Regions from separate parts of the Mus musculus genome. Here region 1 is linked to region 2. A link is a contact called in public HiChIP or PLAC-seq data. All regions are on one chromosome and are shown on one strand. The core of a region is the stretch at or near the end of the contact, and the rest is flanking DNA. Distances in the headings are between cores, read along the strand shown.

Region 1 (5,196 bases), core at 649-3,148, 110 kb after region 2:
GGGATAGAGGGGAATGAAAAGGAAGTGGGGGGGGGTGAGGAGAAGTGGGGGAAGAAGAGGAGGGGGAAAGGGAGATAGGTAGAAGAGGAGGTGGTGGGGAGAAGGAAGATACCTCTCTGAACACAGAGTTGCTCAGCCGATCCCTGATTGGTGTCTCAACAGGCTCCGGGCTCAGTGTTCCGCAGCACTCGGAACTGACCAACCCAGCCAGCAATCTGTCTACTGTAGCTATCCTCCCTGTGTGTGCTGAGGTGCCCATGATGGCCTTTACTCTGGAACTGCAGCATGCTCTGCAAGCTATTGGTGAGCGATAGGGAATCTGTTCAGTGGAACGGTGTGTCTATACTCCAGTCACCCGTACTAAGTGGTGGGTGAGTGGGTGGTGGGTGCGAGGGAAACGGAGCCTAAGCCGTGGGGATGGGTGACAAGCGCTCTGTCTAACTTCCATTCCTCAACCCCACTAGGTCCCACGCTCCTCCTTAACAGTGACGTCATCCGGGCACTCCTGGGGGCTTCAGCACTGGATAGGTGTGTGGGGGTTGGGGAGTGGGGCTGGAAGGGCAGAAGGCCTGTGTTGGACATTCTTTCAGATTGGGCTGGAGAACTAGGCTTCTGAATCGAGGAGTCTTGCCTGTCGGATCAATAGGGAGACGATGTGGGGCAAATCCCTTTTGGTAGCAGGGGTGTCAAATTGGAAACCCAGGGGCCATATGCAGCTCTTATAGTTGTGAGATACTGTGGCTCAAAGCAAACTTAAAATATTATGAGGATTTTAAAAAAATTGTTTGGGTTTTTTTTTTTCTTTGTAACTTGCTTATGTGGTTCTTGAGCATTAACATTGTTGATTTCATGTGGCAAAGTAATGCAAAACAAATATATGTGAAAATAAATATATATATATACATATATATATATGCCTTTGCAACACCTGAGTCCCCATTTCAACCCCACTCCCTGCCTTGGCGTGCATTTTAATTGTTGGGACCTGGAATTATCTAAATATTCCCAGCAGTAGAATTGCACTATCTCTATATTGGGAGAGGTTGTGGGACTCCAGGCCGGCTCCAGGATGACCCTCCCTCATTATATCTCAGCATTCAAGAATTCCGGCTGTCAGGGTGGTTGGCCCAGCAGGAAGATGCCCATCGCATTGTGCTCTACCAAACTGACACATCCCTGACGCCTTGGACCGTCCGTTGTCTGCGCCAGGCCGACTGCATCCTCATTGTGGGCCTGGGGGACCAGGAACCCACTGTTGGCCAGGTCTGGAGACTGTATGCACTGATTACCCACACATACACCTCAGTCTTCCCCTCAGGATCTCATCCCTTGTCCTTCCGTGCCTGTGGAAGGCCATGTACACTCATGCTGCTGTTCTGTGAGGGAGCTGAGCTTTGCCGGGTGTGGGTAGAGAAGGTATCAATGACCTCCACCTGTCTCTGTCTTCCATAGCTGGAGCAAATGTTAGAGAACACTGCTGTCCGTGCCTTGAAGCAACTGGTTTTGCTGCACCGGGAGGAAGGCCCTGGTCCCACGCGCACTGTAGAGTGGCTCAACATGCGCAGCTGGTGCTCAGGGCACCTGCACCTGCGCTGTCCTCGCCGCCTCTTCTCACGGCGCAGCCCAGCGAAACTTGTAAGGGGTGGGAACCTAAAAAAGGAACCCAGGGGAACAATCTGTCTTCTACCTCAGGGGTCGGGTTTGGGTGTAATATGAAGAAGAGCCTTAGGAAACACACCTAATGCTTAGGTGTATAATTTGAGGGATACTCTCCTCCAGTGGGGGTTGGGGCCAGAGAATAACTGTTCTTCCATCTGGGACCGAGGCTTGGGCGTGGCTTGAAGAAAGGCCCTGAGTGGCACGCCTCTGCTGCTTCCTGTTCCAGTTTGGGGACACACCCCTTTGCCTGTGGGCGTGGCTTGGTGTCACGCCCTCTTCCACCTTGAGTGGCATTTGGTACATCTGCCAAAGGTTGTAGTTTAGGGGTACAGCATGCCCCACAGTCGGGCAGGACCAGGGCTTGGGCAGGACCAGAGAGCTGAGACAGAGCCTGAACCAATTGCGGGAGTGGAGGTGAGGGGTAGGTAGCAAAGATGAGTATGTGCCTGAGTGGTCCCCTAGACTTGTTCTTTGTTACCTCAGTCTAACACATCTTTATTCTCTCCTGGATCCCAGCATGAGCTGTATGAGAAGGTTTTCTCCAGGCGTGCAGACCGTCACAGCGACTTCTCCCGCTTGGCACGAGTACTCACAGGAAACACTATTGCTCTGGTGCTGGGTGGGGGCGGAGCCAGGTAAGAGACAGGCTAAGTAGAAGACACAGCTTCCTTACTGTGTCCTAAGGATGTGTAAGGGGTGGAGCTTATTACCCGGGAGACACCCCCACAGCCTGGTTAGTGTGTTTTTTTTTTTCAGGAGGGGAAGTGAGAAGAGAATTCCTGGGGGTAGGTCCCCAGAGATCCCCAGCTTGTCACCGACTCCCCTCTATTCTACAGAGGCTGCTCGCATATTGGGGTGCTGAAGGCATTAGAGGAGGCAGGAGTCCCAGTCGACCTTGTGGGAGGCACATCCATAGGTTCCTTCATTGGGGCCTTGTATGCCGAGGAACGCAGCGCCAGCCGAACTAAACAACGAGCCCGGGAGTGGGCCAAGGTGTGTTTTGTGGGGGGTGTGAGGAGATGGGGTTGCAGGGCCCAAGAAACGCAGGGGGATGTGTGAAGATGCCATAGCCTGATCCGGTAGTATGGGTAGGGCACTGGGACTTTGGACTAGAGCAATCATTGTATTGACTGACACTCTCCAGCCCTGTGTGTATGTGGATATTCCTGGAGCCACGATCTCTCTGTGACTAAGCAACTGCTTTTGACCATTTGATTCCTAGAGCATGACTTCTGTACTGGAGCCTGTATTGGACCTCACATATCCTGTCACCTCCATGTTTACTGGCTCAGCCTTTAACAGAAGTATCCACCGTGTCTTCCAGGATAAGCAGATTGAGGTATGTCCGTCCCCTACCCCTGGCCCTGCTGCCTCTTCCCCGGGGTTTTCCACCATCTTCCACTTTGGTTCTCACCCCTTCCCAGGACCTGTGGCTGCCTTACTTCAATGTGACCACAGACATCACTGCCTCTGCCATGCGCGTCCACAAAGATGGTGGGTGCCATCCTGCCAAGCCCTGCTACAACCTTGTTGGCCGGCTGTGTGGGGATGGGTTGTAAGGGGAGGGGCAGCTGAGCATCTGGGACGTTGTTAACACAAGTGACCGTCCACCTGGGCCCGTCCACCGATCACTAACCATCACCCACTAATGTCCCGAAGGCCCCAGGTATGTCCGCTCTCTGGGGGTGGGGAGCCGGGAGGCTTGTCGGACACCTCACCCCCTCCCGCCATCCCCCACAGGCTGCGTGTGGCGTTACGTCCGGGCCAGTGCCTCCTACTGTCCCTACCTGCCCCCACTCTGCGACCCCAAGGACGGGCACCTGCTGGTGGACGGGTGTTACGTTAACAACGTTCCAGGTCAGCGAGCCCACAGGCTGGCCGGGCCTCCGAGTGTGTCTGAGCGTGTCTGTGCGTGTCTGTGTCTGTGTATCCCACCGGGCAGGCTCCCTGTGGCGGTATGTACGTGCCAGCATGACGCTCTCGGGCTACCTACCCCCGCTGTGCGACCCAAAGGATGGGCACCTGCTCATGGATGGTGGCTACATCAACAACCTGCCAGGCAAGTGGCTGCCCACTCACATCTGCATGGACACTTATCACCAGACACATGCCCACACTGACTTCTGCACATGCCGACTGGAAGGGACAGGTCTATATGAATGGAGAAGCTCAAGAGGACACACACAGCTTTGCACAGAGTTATAGACTGACACACATGCATGCATGCATGCATATATTCATGCATACAGATATACGAGTGTATGTGGACAGTAACATGAACATTTGAAAAGTACAAACATCAGACACGGTAGCACACACTGTGATCACAGCTCTTGGGAGGCAGAGGCAGGTGGATTATTGAGTTCAAGGCCAGCCTGGTCTACAGAGTGAGTTCCAGAACACCCAGGGGCTAAACAGAGAAACCCTGTCTGAAAAACAAACAAACAAACAAGTTCAAGGCTTTCTTTAGCTACATGATGGATTTAAGGCCATCCTGGGCTGCATGAGACCCTATCTCAAAATATATATTATTTTTAATTAAAAGTAAGATATGCTCATTTGGTAGAGAATTTGCCTAGTATGAGCAGAGGTCTACATTCTATATCCTCTGCTCACACAAAGCCAGGCATGATGCTGCTCACCCATTATCCCAGGATTCAGATTGAAGCAGCAGGATTGGGAATCCAAGGCCATTTTAAGCTACAGAGCAAGTTCCAGACAAGCCTGAGCTACAGGAAATGAAGTGCCTTTCCATTCTCATGTGTCACAGTGGACACAGAGAGGCTGGCATATGAGGGACAAGAGCTGGAGCCTAGTTACACGTGCACATGCATAGAGATCACGCTTCTACATGTGCACACCAGCTCCCTATGCACACCTGTTCTCTCGGGTGCTTACATAGGCAGAACACATGAACATGTGTGAATACACACATACTTGAGATGGAATTAACCACACTGGCCACACCTTCCCTGAACAGTCTATGGAATATGCCTGTATAGACCTGAAGATTGAATAAGGTGCCTATGTGACCAAGATAAGCATTTTTTCACACCCACCAACTTAAAGGTTCTTTTTTGTTTGTGTTTTAGACAGGATCTAGTGTAGTTCATGGTAGCCTCAAACTTGATAGGTAATCAGAGATGATCTTGAATTTCTGATCCTCCTGCCTCCACGTCTGGGCTGCTGGGATGACAAATGTGCTCCACCATGCCCCGTTTGCATGGTGCTAGGGATGGAATCCAGGGCTCTTGTGCTGCACAGACACTCTACTAACTGAGCTACATTCCCATCCTGCTGCTGACGTCACACACATAGGTGGGAGGTCGATGCAAGTGCAGCTCTGAGAAAACCTCATTCTCTTTGTGGCTGCACAACCTTTAATGCCAGCACTCCAGAGATCTCTGAGTTCGAGGCCAGCCTCATCTACGTAGTGAGCTTCAGAACAGCCAGGGCTACACAGAGAAACCCTGTTTCAAAAAACAACCAACAAACCAAAAGAACTCGGTCTCAGAAGTGTATGCTCCAGAAACATAA
Region 2 (5,098 bases), core at 1,100-3,599:
GGGCTGGTAGATGATTGAGCAGTTTCTACTACTGACTTCCACGGACTGCACTGCTGTGAACGGTCCATTTTGGCACAGCTTTAACACATATCCAGGATGATTACAGCGTTTCTGTGGGAGTGTGGATGTGCATGTGGCACTTACCCTTCCTTGTGCACGCAGAAGCCAGAGGTCAACATCCGGCACCTTCCTCAGCCAGTCTCCACCTCAGTTTTTATTAAGATTTATTTTTTAAAGATTTATTTATTTATTTATGTATTCTGTGTAAGTACACTGTCTTCAGACGCTCCAGAAGAGTGTGTCAGATCTCGTTACGGATGGTTGTGAGCCACCATGTGGTTGCTGAGATTTGAACTCAGGACCTTCGGAAGAATAGTCAGTGCTCTTAACCGCTGAGCCATCTCACCAGCCCCAAGATTTATTTTTTGTGTATGAATGTTTGCCTCCATGTCTGTATATGTGTACTGTTTATGTAGAGGAGCCTATGGAGGCCTAAACAGGACATCAGATTCTCTGGAACTGGAATTGCAAATGGTTGTATCTGTGTGCCACGTGTGCTCAGTGCCATCCTAAGGAGGCCAGAAGTAGGCATCAGATCCCCTGAGAGCTGGAGTCACATGGTTTGTAAGCTGTCATTCGGGTCAGGGAATCTTTTTGTTTTTGTTTGTGTCTTGATTTTTCCCTATGTAGTTCTGGAACTTGCTCTGTAAGCTAGTTTGTCCTGGAATTTGCCCTGTAGACAGGGCTGGTCTTGAACTCAGAGATACTGATGCTCTCTGCTTCCCAAGTACTGAGAAATTAAAAGCGTGCACCACCACTGCCCCGCTTGGGTTGGGGGATCTTAACCTAGGTCCTCTGGAAGAGCAGCCAGTGCCTTGCCTGCTGAGTGCCTCAAGCCCCTCCACCTTGACTCTGAGACACATTCTTCCCCTGACCTTGAAGTTCATTATTTTGGCTACCCTAGCCAGCTGTCCAGCAAAGTCTTGCTGTCTGCACGTGACAACACAGGTTCCAGGCATGCACGGCTTTTACGAGAATGCTGGTGACATACACGCAGTTCTCTTGCTTTCACTGCAAGCATTCCTAACCTGCTGAGCCAATTCTTTTAACATTTTCCAAAGCAGCACAAGGCTTCCATCCTGTGTAGCATGGTAAATGCTGTTTAGAAGAAGTGAGAGAGAAACACATGGTTTCATTTGTCCCAGCAGGCAGACCTCCAGGTCTCTGGGCCGCTGGTGTGTGGAGAATGGCTGGGCCTGTTTGATCAGGTGTGATATACGACGTGCAACCACTGGAGGAACTGTCACAGAGGAAGCCTAGCTCACAACTGACTAGAAACGGGCAGCACAGCACTGCATACAGGGCATACTGGGAGAAAGCAGAAATGTAGACAAAATCCTCATGGGTAGCTTTTTCTAGAAGAAGCAAGAATGGACAGGGTTCAGTTTGATAGGTGGGGAGGGGTGTCCAATGACCCTTTCATGGGAGTTGCCTAAGGCCATCAGAAAACACAGATATACAGTTATGAAGTGTCAATGGAAATAATTTTATATTGGGGAGAAGGGGTAGTGACGTGGTGAATTAGTTAAACCAGTTTGGCTCCAAGTAGGTCACACACATCACAGCTGCCTAAGAGCTCTCTGGATTCACGAATGAAAGACACACACACACACACACACACACACACACACTCACGCCAGCTGATTTTGATATGCCTTGACTAGCTCAATGGCCAGGCACTTCTTAAACCTCCCTGTGGCACATGCTTCCTTCTGGTATTCCTGGCTCAACACCTTCCAAATCTATATTTTATCTTTGCTGCCCTTTTACCTTATGGTTCCCATTGGGAAGGTTGAGAACCTTGCCTTATAGTCTCGTACTTGGCTTTGAGATGATAGAAGCAGACAGAATGTAGCCTAGAGTACAGCTGGGAAAGAAGGTGGGTGGGAACCAATGGTGTTCTGAGAGACTGAAGCAGGAGGATTGTCTTGAGTTCAAAGCCAACATGGAGCCTCAAGTCAGCCTGGGCTACCGAGTATGGCTCACATTAATGGCAACTCCTGTTAATGACAGAAGTTTATGGAAGGGAGGTATCTTAATTGCATCTCGCTCCTGTGATAAGCATCTTAGGGGAGAAAGGGATTTGTTTCAGCTTACAGTTATAGGTTGAAGTCCTGGGAAGTCAGTCCACTAGTCACATTGCACTTACACTCAAGAGCAGAGAGAAACAAGCAAGTGCAGGCAGACTGACTTGCCCGCCTGGGTTTAGCCTGCTGTCTGCACTCTTACACAGGTCAAGACCCCTGCCTAGGGAGTAGCATTGCTTGCAGTAGGCTGGACCACCCCCACCCCCAGACACATCCACAGGCCCATCCAGTGTGATGGTTCCTCATTGAGACTCTTCCCGGGTGACTGATTGTAGGTCATGTGCCCAGTAAACGGTTAAAGCCAAGCATCGTGAGAAACTTGTTGTGACTGCAGGAGCAACAAGCTTGTGAGGTAGATATCAGAGCATGCTGATGACCCATAGCTACATAGACCGGGCCTATGAGTGTTGACTATGGCTTGGCCACTTTGTGTAGTATTGAATATTAATTAATAAATCCCGTCGAGGGGCAGTACCCACCTCAGTAGCTTATGTTCCAGAGTGAAAGACACATATACAGCCTTTACATTTTACTATGCTTTAAATAGCACAATAGTGGGGCCACTGCCTAACTTCCACTGCTGCTGGAATCTACCTCCCGCTGATAACCCACTGATAATGAGTTACTACTTACTTAAGTCTATGTTCTATCTGGGTTGCTCTAGACCCAGTTGGGCAGCGCTCTGAGCCGGGTTCTCCTGGTCCTTCACATGGCTGCCATGCCTCTCTGTCTCACACTCTTCTCAGGCATGGCGTTGTCTCTCCTCTCCTTCACATTCTCCTGGATGATCACCTCCTCCTCCTCTTCTTCCTTTCCCTCCTCTTCCTCCTCCACCACCACCCACCCACCCACCCCGAGAATCATAAAATCTCGTCTCTGTCTGTCCTCCCCAGTTATTGGCTGGTGGCATCTTTATTTACCAATCAGAACCAACTAGGGGCAGGTTCCCAGAAGCTAAGTGCAGACACTCTCTCCTGTAAGCAGTTTTATGGGGAACATGATTAGCAGTAATACAGGCAGCTACAACTTTCCATATGAGAGATATGTGGGTATTTTTTTTTAAGTTTACATTTATTTAGTGACTGGTTTGTGGGCACAAATGCAGTGAAACAGCTTGTGGAAGTCAAAAGACAATTTTCCACAGTTGGTTCTAGTTCTACCATGTGGGTCTCAGGGCTCAAAATCGGGTCACCACGTTCAGGGTCACCACGTTCTACAGCAAGTGCCTTTGCTCAGAGAGCCATCTCAGGCCTCAGTGTGAGTCTTTTATTGTCTCTAGGGATTGGCTTGCCTTGGTACTTGAGAAAGATTGGTCCCACCAGGAAATGTAAATCCCAGAGAATCAAAAGCATGAAACCCCAGTATAAAAGAATACAGAGAGATGGCTCAGTGGTTAAGAGCACTGACTACTCTTCCAGAGGTCCTGAGTTCAATACCCAGCAACCACAAAATGGCTTACAAACATCTGTAATGGGATCTGATGCCCTCTTCTGGTGTGTCTGAAGAGAGTGACAGTATACTCACATACATAAGATAAATAAATTTTTTTAAAAATTAAAGGCACAATTCACACAACTGTTTAAGGCAGAGCTCCTGGCTCATAATTTGGTTTGATGGCTGCAAACATTACAGAGAGAGTCATTTTGGACCCATCCACCATAAGATATAAATACTTGTGCTAGAGGGCTGCCTCAGGATAAGAGCAGAGCTTTTGAGAGGATCAGAGTTTGGTTCTCGGCACTTAACTGCTGGCTTACAATATCCTATAACTCCAGTTCCAGAGGATCTGATATCTTCTTCTGACCTCCACAGGTACCATGAACTTGGTACACAGATGCACATGCAGGCAAAACACTAATATGCATTTTAAAAAATACATTATTATAAACAAATACTTTACATTGCATTCTACATTATACAAAGAGCATTTAAGTGTGCTGCAGTACTTTAGGTGTTGGTGATAGTTTTTGCTTGGAGGATTGTTTGTTTATGACAGCGTCTCACTATGTAGTCCTGGCTGATCTTGAAGTTGCTATGTCAAGCAGGCTGGCCTTGAACTCAAATATCTACTTGCCTCTGCTTTCTGAAGTGCTGAGATAAAAGGAATGCACTACCATACTCTGTCTGCTCTAATAGTTTATTTTACTGTTATTGTTTGCTGTCTGCTGTACTGGGGAAACTGAGGTCTCAGTTTGGGTCTGTAGTCTCATTAGTAAAAGAATTTTTTTTAATGGACTTGAAGCTCAAAGATAATTTTATTTTGAGAAAAATGGGGGCTGAAGGGATGGCTCAGTGGCTTAGACTGTGTGCTGCTCATACAGAGGACCTGAGTTCAGTTCCCAGCACACGATGGGACAGTTCTCAGTGTCCTAACTCCAGCTCCAGCACAGCTCATGCTCTCCTCTGGCCTCCTTAGGAACCACATACATACACACATACTATACATAAACAGAAAGTAACCATCAGAGCTTTAGAGTTTGAAGGGAAACAGCAGACAACTATAAACAGTACACCTGAGGAACAGAGAAAGAAAGAACACTGTGCCTTTTGCAATGGAGGTTAGCAAAACCTGCGTGGTGGACGACATGGAGGGCTTCAGAGAGAAACTGAAAAGCCCAGAGCAACCAGGAAAGGGAGCTTGAACTTTCGGCCGGTATCCCAAGGAAAAGGAACAAAACAAAGAATGGTAAACATTTCGAGGACTCAAAACTCCACCACCGCCTGCACTGAGGGAGGGGCTCTTTCTCATTAATGGGACAATTTACCTTTCCTTCCCTGTAGCATGAGTGACAAGCCAAGCTGACAAAGAAGATAATGTGGTCTGCGATGTTTTGAGTAGCTTATAATGCCAGGTCTCCTCCCAGGGACAGAAGAATGAATAACTTAGATTCTATTCTAGCTTGACCAGGAGGAAATAGCTTTACGTTAATGGGGCTTTGATTTAAAAACTA

The links. HiChIP or PLAC-seq counts read pairs in DNA pulled down with a chosen protein or histone mark.
Region 1: a contact with region 2 is called in an H3K27ac HiChIP or PLAC-seq map of embryonic stem cells, with 7 read pairs. The contact joins two enhancer-like sites. A contact is called at or near these places in 1 of 484 Hi-C or Micro-C datasets (nephron progenitors), 2 of 115 datasets of contacts at active chromatin or transcription factors (both in embryonic stem cells) and 3 of 9 other capture datasets (adipose tissue, liver and pancreatic islet).

Annotation. Positions count from the first base shown.
Region 1 is chr8:3,534,368-3,539,563 of GRCm38.p6, forward strand. Pnpla6 (patatin-like phospholipase domain containing 6) reads left to right here. Exons shown (of 35, transcript NM_001122818.3): 22 at 163-303; 23 at 465-528; 24 at 1,095-1,263; 25 at 1,453-1,635; 26 at 2,176-2,294; 27 at 2,496-2,652; 28 at 2,882-2,998; 29 at 3,084-3,153; 30 at 3,602-3,718. Among named protein-coding and RNA genes, the nearest start is that of Pnpla6, 22 kb to the left of the region's middle. Within about 2 kb of position 1,899, at least 30 of the 459 cell types and tissues checked have an H3K27ac peak or open chromatin away from gene starts, as enhancers often do. A contact at or near this core is called in embryonic stem cells, where this site is marked.
Region 2 is chr8:3,419,327-3,424,424 of GRCm38.p6, forward strand. All of the region lies in intron 10 of Arhgef18 (rho/rac guanine nucleotide exchange factor (GEF) 18), which reads left to right. Among named protein-coding and RNA genes, the nearest start is that of Gm46029, 5.0 kb to the right of the region's middle. Within about 2 kb of position 2,350, at least 23 of the 459 cell types and tissues checked have an H3K27ac peak or open chromatin away from gene starts, as enhancers often do. A contact at or near this core is called in embryonic stem cells, where this site is marked.